Linked DNA regions of Gossypium hirsutum: region 2 is linked to region 1. Evidence: chromatin contacts called from public Hi-C data. All regions are on one chromosome and are shown on one strand. The core of a region is the stretch at or near the end of the contact, and the rest is flanking DNA. Distances in the headings are between cores, read along the strand shown. Region 1 holds the start of LOC107890212 (18.1 kDa class I heat shock protein). Region 2 has its middle 22 kb from the start of LOC107890213.

Evidence for each region. A called contact is a pair of places that touch in the nucleus more often than the background predicts.
Region 2: a Hi-C map of leaf shows a contact between it and region 1, with 4 times the contacts expected there. The contact joins the enhancer-like site here to the promoter of LOC107890212 in region 1. A contact is called at or near these places in 6 of 34 Hi-C or Micro-C datasets (fibers, hypocotyl, leaf and 1 more).

What each region holds. Positions count from the first base shown.
Region 1 is chrA09:13,216,917-13,224,602 of Gossypium_hirsutum_v2.1, forward strand. LOC107890212 (18.1 kDa class I heat shock protein) reads left to right here and starts at 3,512. Exons shown (of 1, transcript XM_016814702.2): 1 at 3,512-4,194. The coding sequence starts at 3,550. The coding sequence ends at 4,035.
Region 2 is chrA09:13,252,967-13,260,652 of Gossypium_hirsutum_v2.1, forward strand. No RefSeq gene overlaps it. Among protein-coding and RNA genes, the nearest start is that of LOC107890213, 22 kb to the left of the region's middle. Within about 2 kb of position 4,380, at least 1 of the 9 cell types and tissues checked has an H3K27ac peak or open chromatin away from gene starts, as enhancers often do. A contact at or near this core is called in leaf, where this site is marked.

The DNA.
Region 1 (7,686 bases), core at 2,262-4,761:
TTTAGCTACAGACCTCAAAATTAAGATCAGATAATTTTCCCTAAAACTAGACTTACATATATTCTTACCATAAAATTTTCAGAATTTTTGGCTTAGTCAATAAGTACAGTTTATTCTTTAAAGCCACTTCTATTCTGCTGTCTGACAGTCCTGACCCTTCTTTACTAAAAATTAATTATCTCCTCTTACAGGATTCAAATGATGTTCTCATTTATTTCTCTTGAAAATAGACTCATTTATAATTCTAAACATATAAATTTAAGCCCCTAATTATTTTTATCCAACTTTTTATGATTTTCCAAATTCAGAAAGGGGAACCCGAAATCATTCTGACCTTGTCTCACAAAATTTATCATATTTCATGATTTAAAATTGTATTGCTTACACTGTTTCTTCTATAAGAAACTAGACTCAATAAGCTTTAATTTCATATTTTATTCAATCTCTAATTCAACTTCCAAATTTTTTTGTGATTTTTAAAAGTTAGCCTACTGCTGCTGTCCAAAACTGTTTTAGTGCAAGATATTATTTATCATGTTTATAACACCCTTATTCCCTTTCTCTACAATATTTCACATCACTTTCTCCTATTTCCCTTCACTAACTCATCAAGATCATAGAACCTTATATAAGAAGACTCTACTATAACATTATTTCCATGTTTTCTCAATAATAACAAACTTAAAAATATATTGAAATATTGATGTACTTACCTTGTTCTATTGATTCCAATCTTTAATTTAATTTTCTCTCTCCTCCAGCTTCTATTCCTTGAATCCAATTTGATATTTTAACTCCCCATAGTAACATTTTTCTCCCTTGATAGCTATGGAAATTCTTTTGATTTTTAGGTGAAAATAGTGAATTTTTGATAGAAGGACTAAATTGTAAAGAATAAAAAGTTTCTTTCTTCTCCTTTCTTCTTCCTAACGTGATTGCATGTAAAATGGGTGAGAATTTCCTCATATTTCTTTCTTTATATATACTAATAAAATAATAATAAAATAATAAAATATCATATATAAAAAATCAAATTAAAATATTAATAACTAATAATTAATTAATTAATTAATCTAAAATATCTCCAACATCATCATTACTTTCTAAATTTCCCTCTATTCCAATTGACCATTTTTCCCTTTGTGATCTTTTGAAATTCCATTATTGAGTCATCACTTAATTTTGGTAAAATTACAATTTAGTCCCTCATAATTCTTCACCTATTCAATTTGGTCCTAATTCATCAAATTTTCCTTGGTTTCTAGATCCTTCCACCCTTAAAATATTTTCACTATTAGCCCTTCAAATTTTTATATTTACACTTTAATCCCTCAAATTTTGAGTATTTACTTTTGGGCCCCAAAACTTTTCTCACTTCTACAATTTAGTCCTTTCTTGAATCAATATGTCATAATATACTTCCCACTGACATAACTCAATTTTCCTTTTGTTGTCACTTTATTTCCTTATTTTACTATATTAAGAGTAATATCTTACTGTATAAATTTTCGGGGTGTTACACAAAACCATTAACTCCATCACAAATTGAACCTGATCAGGATCCCATCTAATCAATTCCACAAAGAATAAAATTCATTTAAAAAAATACAAACAAACCGAATTGCTGACTTAATAGATCTATTGAAGTCTAGGACTTAATTAAAACTACCTACTTTAATCTCACATCAATTCGAAAAGCTTTCTTTTCAATTATTATCGGGGAACAACCAGAGGGAAAAAAGAATATATGAAAACAAAAATGTTAATACATTTTGCTCAGAAGCAAGCAAACAAGCCATATAATTCCAAAACGGTTCTAAATTTCTTATTATTTCCCATAGTTAATTGTCTCACAGCCTATTTTGACAATTGAGTTTTGAACTTAAATCGACTAATTTCACTTGAAATGGCAAATCGTTGAAGGGAAGTAGACGAAAAAATTGAAGAGAAAAATCACCAAATTGTTGAGAGTTTCATTTTTGAAAAGACTAGAAATGGCTAGGGCCTTTTTCTTTTTGTCAACAAAACTACTGCTAGCTGTTTTTGATACAAAGATGAATCCTAGGCAGGGGACGCAATGAAGGGAAGGGAAGGAGAAGGAGAGAGCGTTTAGCAAGTTCTGATGCTGGGATGTGAAGAGGAAAAACTTCGGAAAATATCTTACCGAAATAAAAAGGGTAAGACATTTTCCCCAAAAAAGACCTCCTTTTCCCGTGTTTTGTATAATGTTTTACCGTAGAAAATTATTTTCAGCCAAACAAACATTGGAAAAGGCTGAAAAGCTTTTACAAAAAAGCTTTTACAGGTAAACAAACGGAGCCTAAAACTTTTCAAATAATCATGCTAAAATAGATTTTCCTTTTAATTGTTAGGAGGTTACTTTTTTAAAAAAATTATATGTTTAACTATTTGGACTGGCTGATATCACTGCAAAAGTAGAGAACCAAATTATGTCAAATTAAAACATAAATATTAAATCTCAAATATGAGTACAATAAAAGAATAAAATATACTTTGACTATTATTTTATATTAAAAGAATAAAAATAAAATAGTTGTATATGTATCATGGAGAAAAGCCTAGGGAACCGATTTTATTCGTAGATACATAATTTTTCTTAGAAAATACAGTTTTAACCCACAAAAAAGTTATCTCTATATGATAAGTTAAAAATGTGTACTTTTCAAAAAAAATAAAAATTCAACCTCAACATTTTAACTAAAATTGTTGTGGATAAAAAAAATATAAATAAACTAATGTTATTAAAAAAATAGAATACAAAATATGTCAAATTAAAATAAAGATTAAATTTCAAGTGCGATTCTAGTAGAGAGATTCGACTTGAAATTTGACCACTATAGAGATATAATAAAATATTAAAAAATAAATATTTAAAAAAGAGAGAGTCATGATAATTTTTTAATATTATTTATATAATAAAAATAGTACACTGTGCTAAATACTCACTTTTTTTATTATATTCTAAAAACAAATGACATTCAACCCATACCCACTTTTAGAAATTTTTTACTCAAAAGGTAATTATCATTTAAAATTTTTTGACTGAATTTAATATAATTAATTAATCTAAAAAGAAGTTAAATAAAAAATACATTAATAAAATTAAATAATTAATTAAAAAAATCACTCGCCACTTTTTCGAAAGAGTTAATTTGAATGTATGTCAGTTATAGATTTTCTTTAATTACGAGCAATTTGGCCCAAGCAACAAAACCATGGGCCCAAAGAGGACATTACAGGCTTTTCGAGGTCAGAAACTGACATCCATTAGGGCTTGGGCCTGCTTCATTTCCATTTTCTGGAACATCTCTCGGAACAATGACAGATGCTTACGCAATTAATTTATCCATAAACTTCTGGAACTTGTATTAGATAATGTTAAAATAATACTTGTCGACAACCTAACTTCTTTAGTGATTAAAATGCAAGAAATTATAACGACAGAAGATCGTAGAAGAACATATGAAACTATTAGTTTCATAGTAAAAATCAAGAAAGTTCAAGAGACAGCTTATTCATCCTTTATATATGATAAGTTCCATTTGTACATTATATTCATCATTACTGTATTCCCATTTCATAGAATCCAGAAGAAAGATGGCTCTCATCTCCCAATTATTTGGCGATGAAATATACGACCCTTTCCTTTCAATGGTCAACAAATGTCCAGTCCTTAACACCCCAACAGATTGGAAAGAAACCCCAGAGGCCCATGTGTTCATATCTGATCTTCCGGGGCTCAACAAAAAGGAAGTGAACGTTGAGATTGATGATGAAAGGGTGCTCAAAATATATGGAGAAAGGAAGGAGGATAAAGATGATAAAAATGTTAAGTGGCATAGAGTTGAGCGTTGCAGAGGCGAGTTCCGGAGGAGTTTTTGGTTGCCGGAGAATGTGAAGACCGATGGAGTTAAGGCATCAATGGAGGATGGTGTGCTTGTGGCGACTGTCCCCAAACAAGAAGTGAAGAAACCAGAGAAGAAAATGATTGAGATTGAGGAGATCAAGTGTTGAGTGGAAGAGATTTGAGAAAATTTTCATGTTTGTTTCAGTGTTTTCTTTGGTGTGTTTCATGTGTGTTGTTGTTGCTGCATTTTCATGTAATGTGTATGCTTCTGGCATGTAATACATGCATGTAAAGTTATGAATAAAATGTTTACTGGTTTCTTTTGAGAACGCCTTGTTCTTAGAACTTAACTCAAGCCAAAATTCTCAGTAAATCACTGAGAAAAAACCTTTGAAATAAAATACATATAAGATAACTTGAAGATAATGGGACATACACAAAAATCTCATTCGAAAAGTAAGAATACTTGAGTAAAAATATAGATTTGAAAAGTGAGTTTGAACGAAAAATAAAACTTGTTTTCTTAAATAAGTTAGGTCTTAAGTAGGATTTTTTGACTCAGGTTGAATCAATTGTTTTGTTGTTATTTCGATGATATTTTGTTGCCATTTCGTTGCTAATTTGTTATCATTTTTTTGTTACTATTTGGATATTGTATAAATTTTATTTTATTGTTAATTTTATTACTATTTTAGAGATATTTACTTGCTAAGTTGTAAATATATTACTATTATTTTTTTGGAAGGAGTATTAGTATTATTTAAGTATAAAGATTTTGGTTAATTCATTTTCTATTTTGTTGAGAAATATTTATTTTAATGTTCTTAGTGTATTTTATGTATTATATTTTTTTAAACTTGTTTTTATATAAAAATAATAATCTAAAAAAATTAATATAGACGAGTCAAGTCAAGCTTGTTTTAGCATTTTTAATTTATGTCAGACTCGGAAAAAAATTAGATCCATTTTCTAGACAGAGCCTGGACTTAAAATTTTTCATTGATCTAACTTAAACTTGACTCAATTTGACTCATGATCATGTCTAAATCAACCCAAAATCATGGTAAAAAATTGAATAAAAAATTGGAAAAGTTCAAAATTTTGTTTTTGGTTGAACTAAGTCTAATCATCTTAAATAATTTAAAATTGGAAATTAATAATATAAAATTGTTATAAAATTGTTGTATATAGAAGAGAAAAGAAATATATAAACTAATATGTTTTTAGCAAGTATAATTCTTTATCAACTAGTTATACTATTAATCTATACTATTATTTTAAGTGTTTTATTGAGTTGGTGACACCCTTAACCAGGTCACTAATTCAGTTGTTAAATTATGAAAATGCTATTTTATAATTAAAATAAGTTATAATCTTTTAGGGTACATTAGTATTTTTCATTTAAAAAACTAATAAAAATATGCATATGATGTTATTTAAACTCAAACAAATTACATTAATAAAACCTTTAATTAATCACTCAACTAAAACTTTATTTTGATTTTTTATACATTTTAATTTTAATTATGCACACTTTATTACTTCTATCAATTGTATATCTATACTTACTATTATTTAAGTGTTTTACTGAGTTTGTGTCACCCTCAACTGGGTCATCAACTCAGTTGTTAAATTAAGGAAATTTCATTTCGTTATTAAAATAAGTTATATTATTTGAAGGCATTTTAGTCTTTTTCATTAAAAAAACAAATGAAAATATGCATATAATGGGTTTTGAACTCAAACCAATTAGATCGGTAAAACCTTTAATTTACCATTTAGCTTAAACTTTATTTTGATATTTTGATATATTTTAATTTTAATTATGCATGCATTATTACTTATATTATTTTTAAATACACATTTGTGTTCTATATTTGTGGTTTTCACACGCATACATATGTGATAGGATTTTTGTAACACCCTACACTCGGCTTAGTCGCCAAGCCTAAATATCAGGATGTCACACCATCGTCTCATGTCATACTTATAGTAAATTATCACATTATTCATAAATCATTCTCTTTATCAGTGATCTTATAATTTTTTAGTCAAACATATATCAATCACCATTAGAACATGGTAAACATACTTTAAATAAACTTATAGCAATAATTGAACAAGCATTAGGACCACTTAGCAAAATTTTCAAGACAATCACGTAAGTATTGATACTAGGATAAGGGTGTCGATATTTTCCTAGTACGATATCGATACCGTTTGTAAAATTGGTACCAAATCAGTATTCTATTTCTCGTCCAAAAATCAAAACTTGAAAAATATTTGTAAAATTGAAAAAGTATCGATAAAATCACCCCGAGTATCGATACTCGTGATAAGGTATCAATACCAATTTACAATTCTAACTTCCTATGCATTTGAAAATCACAGATGTATCATTTTTGAAACCCGAATATCGATACCTCTACTCTAGATAGTAAAAATTTAGCATATTTAAGCCTATAAACCATTCTAACACGAATATATTCAACATGCATCTTTTACCATATCAAATAAACGCCAAAACCACTATAATCACAGCTTCAAACATCGAGTATAAGTTCAAATGATAATCGATATAATACGATTCAATTGTCAAAATCTTAAAAGCAATTAAGCTATGGAACTTCCAAAACATTATGACAATTACCATTTAAAGTCTATCGCATTGCCTGATTCACAAAATGAAAACAAATTACAATAACACCTATGAAATAATGGAAAAAGGGCTTGCTTGGATCACCCCTCGGAACCACACTGCTCACACCAGCACACTACTAATCTGTAATGGTTTAAGAAGGGAGTGGGTGAGCTTAACAAGCTTAGTGAATGCCTAGAACAACTACCATACAAACAATTCATCAAGCATCAATGAAACAACCATATAACACAACCTCAATAGTTCCAACTCTAGTATCATAGTATACTTACTCATGCATTATTACTAGTTATTTACATGGTAATCATATTCACTTTTAAGCATATATATCATATTACACATATAATCACGTAACATTCAAGCATATATCATAATACTCATATAATCACATAACGTTTAAGCATATATCACAATACTCAAAATCATGTTTATAGATAAATTGCATAATGGTCACAAGTCATATAAACACATATCACAACACACACATATTCATAATTTAAGATAATTTGACACTTGAGCTATGAAGTATAAAAGTGAACTCTATCATCACTCATCAGATACACAGATCTCCAACACACCACATAGACTCATAGGGTCAAACATGTCCCTAAAGTGAACCATAAAGCTAACACTCTCCTTACTTCCCCTCACATGTCCCATTGAATGGAGCTTAGCTCGCATTCCTTTATCCCTCCAACATGTGTCAGGCCTCAATGCCCAAAATCATTTACATATAGGTGAGTACTCACAATCCTATGACATGCCAACTATATTCAACGGTTTCAAAATCACAAGGCTAAAATATCCGAAAGAAACACATATCACTTACCGATTATTCATGCACTATCACTACATCTTTGCATTTTTAGCAAAACATTGTCACTATCATTTAACATATACATAACATGTACACATTTGCACTTTCACAACAGTTATCATAACCACATATTACATGTTATAGCATCTCATCCCCATTCGCATGTTCACATTCACATAAGTACTTAATTCACAAGATAAACATAAGTATGAGAAAGCTTACACTCGAAATTTAGAGTAGGGGTTTAGGCTAGTACTAAATTCCCAAATAACGTAACAATTATTCCAAACACACACCCATACATTTTCACTGAAAAGTCGAAAGATCAAACTAACTTTTCCT
Region 2 (7,686 bases), core at 3,130-5,629, 37 kb after region 1:
TTTTACTTGTTTTTCAGGACTAAGTAGTATTATAATTCCATCTGCAAATTGATTTGTTACAAATTAAACCCTGGTTTTCAAAACCTTATAATTTAGTAAATTTCGTTGCATAATGAGATGATCTCTTAAATGATTTCTTGTAGTAAAGTAACGATTTTAACAAGGTTTTTTTCCCTAAAATTGGAAAACGATATATCAAAGTTAACACTGATTTGCCACATGATTTCAAATTCAATTTTGAGTTTTCAAATAAGTTAATGTAATTCTTCAGGATTCAGCTATAACGTCCACACCAAGTGTGGGGTGTTACATAAGTTATATATCAGACTTTGTTTTACAATTCTAACAAAATAGGCACATCTTTTGTCACACAAATAGATAAATGTAGAGATAATGGGAAAATAGAATAGAGAAAGTTGTTAATGTAATTCAAGCTTAAACTAAATCTATGAGACATTATCCAGAGAAGAATTCCAATACTAAATCTCATGATACAAACAATGGTTTAAGCTCAATTTATCTTAACCTCCCAGTCTTACCCAAATAAATTTAATATGAACTTTCCCCAATAAAAACAATAAGTTTTATTATTTATTTTGAAATGGTTGAAGTATAGATCGTTATATGCATAGTATGAGATAATTTATTGTTTAGTTTATAAAATAATTTTTATTTATTTATTTTGAGTTTGTTTAATAATGAATTGTATTTATAAAATTTATTAAAAATATTTTATACAATTTATGAACATTTTATATTTGAAATATTTAATATTTATAAATATTTTTATATAGATATACCAAATATTTTAAAAAATAGCAATAAATATGAATCTAAACATGTTAATATCAGTAGTATCAGTGGAAGACCTCAAGAATCTGATGGAAGGATACGAAAATGTTTGCCTTGACTTTGTGACATGTTTTTAATGGTTTAGTTAGGTTAGTTTGGTGGGTCTTGTCTTGTCTTTTGACATGTCTTTGGGGTACTTTCTGTATGAATTGTTAGGGACTAGCAATTATTTTTGGTAAAAAGAACAACAATATTTGACTTAAAATAAGAGAAAGTTTTATTAAAATAATATTGAAGTCAAAACTTTTTTTAAACATAATTTTTTTTATTGGTGTTAGTTATTGGCTATAGCTCAAAGGCAATGGACACGTTAAATAAAAATATTTGTTAAATGCTATTTTCTCAATAAATGAATTAACTTAAATTTCACACTCAAAAAAAAAAAAGCAAATATTTGAGATGTAATACTATAAAGAGATAAAGTAATATTTAATTCTTAAATTTGATAAATTTTATCAATTTAATCCTTAAATTTAACAATTTTTTCAAATTTGACCTTAAATTAGATTTTTTTTAAGGCGTGATGATATCACATCATCTATATATGACTAAATGTTAAAAAAAAAAAGCCATGTGGGGGATATGGTGATTCTCTCCTTTCTCTCACACTTAAAAGTCTCAACTCTCATTAAATCAAGGGATAAACATCCCATTTTTGACACAAGATTCCTTAAAACTTGATAATTTTTTTTAGTGTCTCCCAAATTTGAAATAATGTAACTCAAAGCTTATAAAAGAATATTTGATGAATGCACCACAATACTTTGATTATTGTAGTGATTAACAATTATTATATCAAATCTGAATTTTTTATTTTTTTATTTTTTGTAAAATTGAAGGTCCAATCAATTATTTTATAACATGATTAAGTATCAACAACACCCCCACATGTATAGCAAGAAAGAGACATAGACACATAATAACATAGGTGGTGGTTAGCCACGACCAACGACCGAATACAGGGGCTAAAACCTGAATGTGCATGTGTGATGGGCCCTCTATTTCAAAGACATATATTCCTCATATTTTCCATGCATGAATCTTATTATTATACCCAAAAATTCCTAAAATTTATTAAAACTTAATAACAAAAGGAAAAAAAAGTTTTAACAATAGAAGATTAAATCAAAATATGTTCAAAATAAAGTAAATTTAAGTTCGCTTAGGTAAATGGATACGTCTATACTTGGTCATATTTATTAAACTTGGTGATTTAATTATATAATAATAGAATCTATATTCAAGTGCAACCATTTAATTTGTTGTTGTTGAGTGTGTTGGTACAAGATTTAGTTGGTTGTTCCGTTAGTCAGTTCATCCTTTTTTTTTCTTTAGTATAGATGATTAGAGTAGGGAGGAGGAAGACTCTATGGTGAAAAAGAAAAAATAAAAAGCAAGATTGTCTAGAGAGCTGATGCCACCAAGAGGGTCTTTAAAAATGTGTATAAGGAAAAAAATTTTGGGTCGGATTAAAATATGTTTTATTATAATTATAAAATAGAGTGTTATATGAATGTAATAATTGATTATAGAAAAAATTTGTGACAATTCGTAGAATGATATTTCTAGATCTAAAAATTGTTGATTGCTACAAACATTTGACATTTATGATTATATTTATGGTAAAGATTGTTTAATTGTTTCATGCCATTATTTTTTTTGGGTGAATTTTCATGCCATTATTTTTACCATGATATGCACTTGAGTTTGAATATTAATATTTATTAGTGTCAACCCATTTTCCTACTTTTAATTTTCTCTTTTTTTTAATATAATAATTATATTAATAGTCCTCTAATTATTAGTAAAAAATTTATCCTCTAATTGTTAGTAAAAAAAATTTGTCATTAAATTATGAAAAGTTACAAAATGAGCACACAACTATTAATATTTTTTTAATCACTCAACTACGAAAAGTTACAAAATAATTACTCAATTATTCAATTTTGTCTTTTTTAATAACCTAACTATTATGGATTTTTGGATTATTTTTTTTACGTTAGCTAGCTGGTGATAAAAAAAATTAAATAGTTGAATGATTATTTTATAACTTTTTATAATTTAATTATCAAAGAAAAATACTAATTAATAGTTAAGTGACTACTAGTATAATTTACTCTATAAATAATTACATTTCATATATATATATACTATTATCCCCAAGAGATGATATAATAGTAAAGAACGGGTTACCTTTAGCTAGAAACTTGTGAAGATAGGAAGGCATGCCCATAGAAAGGGAAAAGGAAAAGCACAAGGAAGATACTCTCACACCTCCCATAAGATATGCTTCTTGTTGGCATTCCCAAGCCTGAGATTTTATGCGCATGGAAACTGATTTCAATCTTTCAAATCAATCACAGAGTTGCATTGTCTTTATAAATCCTAGAAACATGCATGCATGAATAGATATCATTTCATTCTTGTTTTCTTCTTCTTAATCACAAGTAGAATAATATTTGAAATATATATGGTCCATTGTCTTCTTCATTAATTATTGACGCTTTTGTTCTTTTTAGAGAGAGATTTTTTAAATCCTATACATATATATATAGAGAGAGTATAATATATTTCTTCCTTATAGCCAGAAAAACCAGGAATTATATACAATAATTAATGACCCTGAGACGTGAGAACCTTCTCTATATGGAATATAGAGCTCAGCTAGCTAAGATGTTTAGTAAATTCAGAAGAGAATATTTTTCTTTCATAGATCCAACTAAGAATTCAGTTTTTTTTTTAAATAAAGAAAAAACAAAGATCACATATTGATGAACAAATATTCCATCTTTTATTTAGAATAAACTTAAAAGATTTTTTCCAAAAATTTCATGTGATATCTGTACATAAATGCTATGTATCAATAATAAGATTAAGAGTGTATAAAGATTTTCCCTTGAAAGTTGAAACTACAAAAGATTAATATAATATGTATGTATGTATGTATGTATGTATGTATGTATGTATGTATGTATGTATGTATGTATGTATGTATAAAGGGCAATTTATAGGTTATCAACTTTTAACATATAAAGTTTTATATAAATATATAGTAAGATTTTAACTTCATCAAACTATATCTTCGAACTTGTATAATTAACAAATTAAATCATTTATGCTAACTTCGTTAAATAATTTTAAAGCTAAAGTTACCTTAGCATGCATACATATATATTATATCAACAAATGCTAAGTGTATGAAAAAAACACATTATGCATTCAAACAAACAACATAAATTCGAATTTTTGATACGAGGAAAGAATATTAAAGAAAAATACGCATGCATACTATATAATAATAGAAGTTAATATATACATACGATCGCATTTTTCAATAATAGAATTTCAACCAACAATAAAATTAAAAAGTATATATGAAATTTGATGTTAAATTAAGTAGTCTGAACTGCAAATTACCCTATGGAAATGCTATGGGCTCCATTTCTTTGGGTACCTTTACAGTGGATTTGCATGATCAGGCTTGGGCTAAATGCTTTTCTAATTGCCCCTTTTGAGAGCCCATTAATGAGACAAAGCCTAGGCTTTTTTCGCCTATACCTAACCCGAATTCTATGCTGGTTGGTCTCTTCCCATCTCATCTTGCGCCAATGAAGAAAGAGTTCAAGAGACAACACCAAGAGAATCAAATTAACCTCTAACTGCAAGAGCTTTCATCTTTTTAAAGTCTTTTCTTAGCCGACGACCTTATTCGAACCATATTTGGATTTTGATCAGAATTATAATCCTTTTAAAATGTATTTGGTTGAGTAGAAAAGCGGAAGGATGGAAAGAGGGGTTAAAAAGTAAAAAAATTAATAAATTTTAAATTTATTTGGTAAGAAAAAAAAGTAGGAGAGTTGATTATTTTTCATCTTAATACATAAAAACTAATTCTTCTATACCGGAATGATGAAATGAGAGAGAGATGTATGTCAATTCAAAATTATGTGTTTTTCAAATATTTTAATTTTTTTCCTTTCATTTTTTTAACTCTATTAATGAATAATTTTTCTATCTTTTCTATCAAGCACACCTATGAAGAGAAAATTTATATTTTTCATCTTTCTATTTTTTTACCTTTTCAAGTTTTCGATCTTTTCAAATTTTTTTCTACTCTACTAAATAAAACCTAAAGTAGATTTTATACTCCCACTAAATTGGGATTTAAATAATTAATTACAAAAATTAATTTAATTTTATTAAATAAGGCTTTTTTTAAGGAAATATATAAATATGTCTTGTTTAAATATTTTATATTTTAGTATTTTATGTATATAATTTAAAATTAATACATTATGCAAAGGTTTAAATGTAAAATTGAGCCTCAAATTATACTACCTTTACGTAGGAATCTAAACTTCTTTTTGGTCAATAATGGCACCTAAATTATTTGTTTTGTCTCATTTTAATTTAAGAGTGTGATGTGTGTCATATTTTTATTAGGTGTGATATGTTTTTAGATAGAATGAGACGAAATTAATGGTTAAAATACCCTTCTTGACTAAAAAAACAAAAAAAAAAACTTTAACTAGTTAAGTAAGAAAAGTTGTATAGTTTGAGTGCTAACTTTGTAGTTAAGCCTTATGCAAAATATGACATAATTTGGGATTGACAAAGGTTCAATGTAACCAACAGTGACAGCCAAGAATTTATTTTAGGGGAAAATTAAATTATATTTTTAAGGAGTTAAAAGTATAATTTTATTATTATATTAATATATTATTTTTAAAAAATTAAAAGATTAAACTTAATTTTACCATCTTAGGGGAGTTAAACTGCAATTAAACCATTATATTAATTTAAAAATTCAAAAATCTGTCTACAAAAATTATTGTGATAGAGTTAAAACATGACATGATGTTGAATGCATGCACTAATCCATTTAAACAAAATTTTAGTTTTAAAATTAAAATAATTTATTACTAAGATAAATTACTTAAATAATTAAAAATAAAATCATTATAGATCATGAACACAAACATATATTTTTTCTTCAAATTGAATCATGATGGTATACTAAACTCAAAATTAAATAATTAATGCATGATATAAATATAATATAAGATAAATAATTACAAAGTAATATATAAAATAAAATAAAAAATATGAATGGAATGATTAGGACAAAAAATATAAATTATTAATGCATAATATATATTTAAAATAATAAATTTATAATATTTTAAACATATTTGAAAATAACACAAATTTTTTCTTTTCAATTTTCTTTTTCTTTCTTTCTCTTCTTTCTCTCCTGTTTCTTTCCCCACCCTAACCTCCCACAACCCATAACCCAAAGAAAAAGAAGAGGCCAGGTGTCAAAAGCCCAAGTCCTTACATCTACAATAAATCTATGTATACTAGTTTTATATATGGTTATAGATAAATACTAATTTGCATGTTCATATGATTCACGATTGATTGATTATGTATATCAATTAAAATATATTTAATTATTTTATAATTTTAAAAATATAATTTTAAATAAATATTAGCTTAAATTTTTGAAACATAATTTTTGTTTAAATAATATATAGAACCGCTTAAAATTAACACACAATATAATTATTTTTATAATCTTTCAAATACTTGTTTATATAGTTTTTAAATTTTAAAATTTTCTTGGAAAAAAATTTGAAAACATATTTGTAAAGATAAATAGTTTTAAATTTTTCTTTGAAAATGTAGTACTTTAATTATAATTGTCAAATTTTTAATTAACAAATAGTAATATGAGTGATGTACATTAGGATAAGAAATTTGATGTATTTTAGGATTCTAATGTTTATTAGAAATAGAATTTTATATTATTTATATTTATGTCTATAAATAGACTTTAGAAAAATATTATAAATACCCTGGTTGATAACAAAATACATAATTCACTCTTCATTTATAAAACCTCTCACCCGTCTTGACATAAAGTACACGTGGGAGCTGCACTTTCAAACTTAAATCAATAATTTTCTTTTATATTTGTTTCACAATATATTAGTATTCCTTAAAACAAATTAACCAAGTTTTGAAAAATTCAATATGATTAAAAACCGATTTGGGCCATCAAATATCAATAGGAACTTTTCCCAATCATAAAACAAGTGTACGATGTTCTTTGGGTTAAAATGAGGTCATCCAGATTGAGGAAAATGGGAAATTTATTATAACGTAAAATTAAGAACAATTTAAATAAAATCATAAAATATGATACAAATCATTTTGAATGCCTTAAAATAATCTTCGAATCGTCTAAAAACTTTCCACAGGCAATCGGAGAGCTCAAAACGACTAAAACAGTGCAAAGGGGCTTGTCCAAAGGCTAGGTATCAGGACCCAAGCCTAGAACTGTAGTATTTTAGCTACTAACTTGTTACGATCCAATACTTATTGTTAGGGTACTGGACTCTGGGCCCTTGAAACTAAAAATTAAGCTAAAAGTACTTAAAATCATGCCCATACTCATCTATGTCATATCCATAAACTATCAAATCATTATAACACGATTCCTAAACTCATAAAGACTTTAAATACAAGCCTTAAATGCGTTCCAAGTGAACAACGAAACAAAAGCTTATAAAGAGTTGTTAAATGAGTTTGAAATTTACAAATAACCTTACAAATTCTATTCCAATTTACATGCCAAGATTCAAAGTTAATTAAAACTAAATTAAGGAACTACAATCTTAAACTCAAATCACAATGTGATGCTCCCAAGTTAAAAATATTATATTCTTGAAAAAATTCAAAATCTATTCATTTAAAATAATTAATACGTGAACTCGATAAATACTCAAATATAACCCTACTTATCCTATCCTATTATTAATGTTGAAGAAC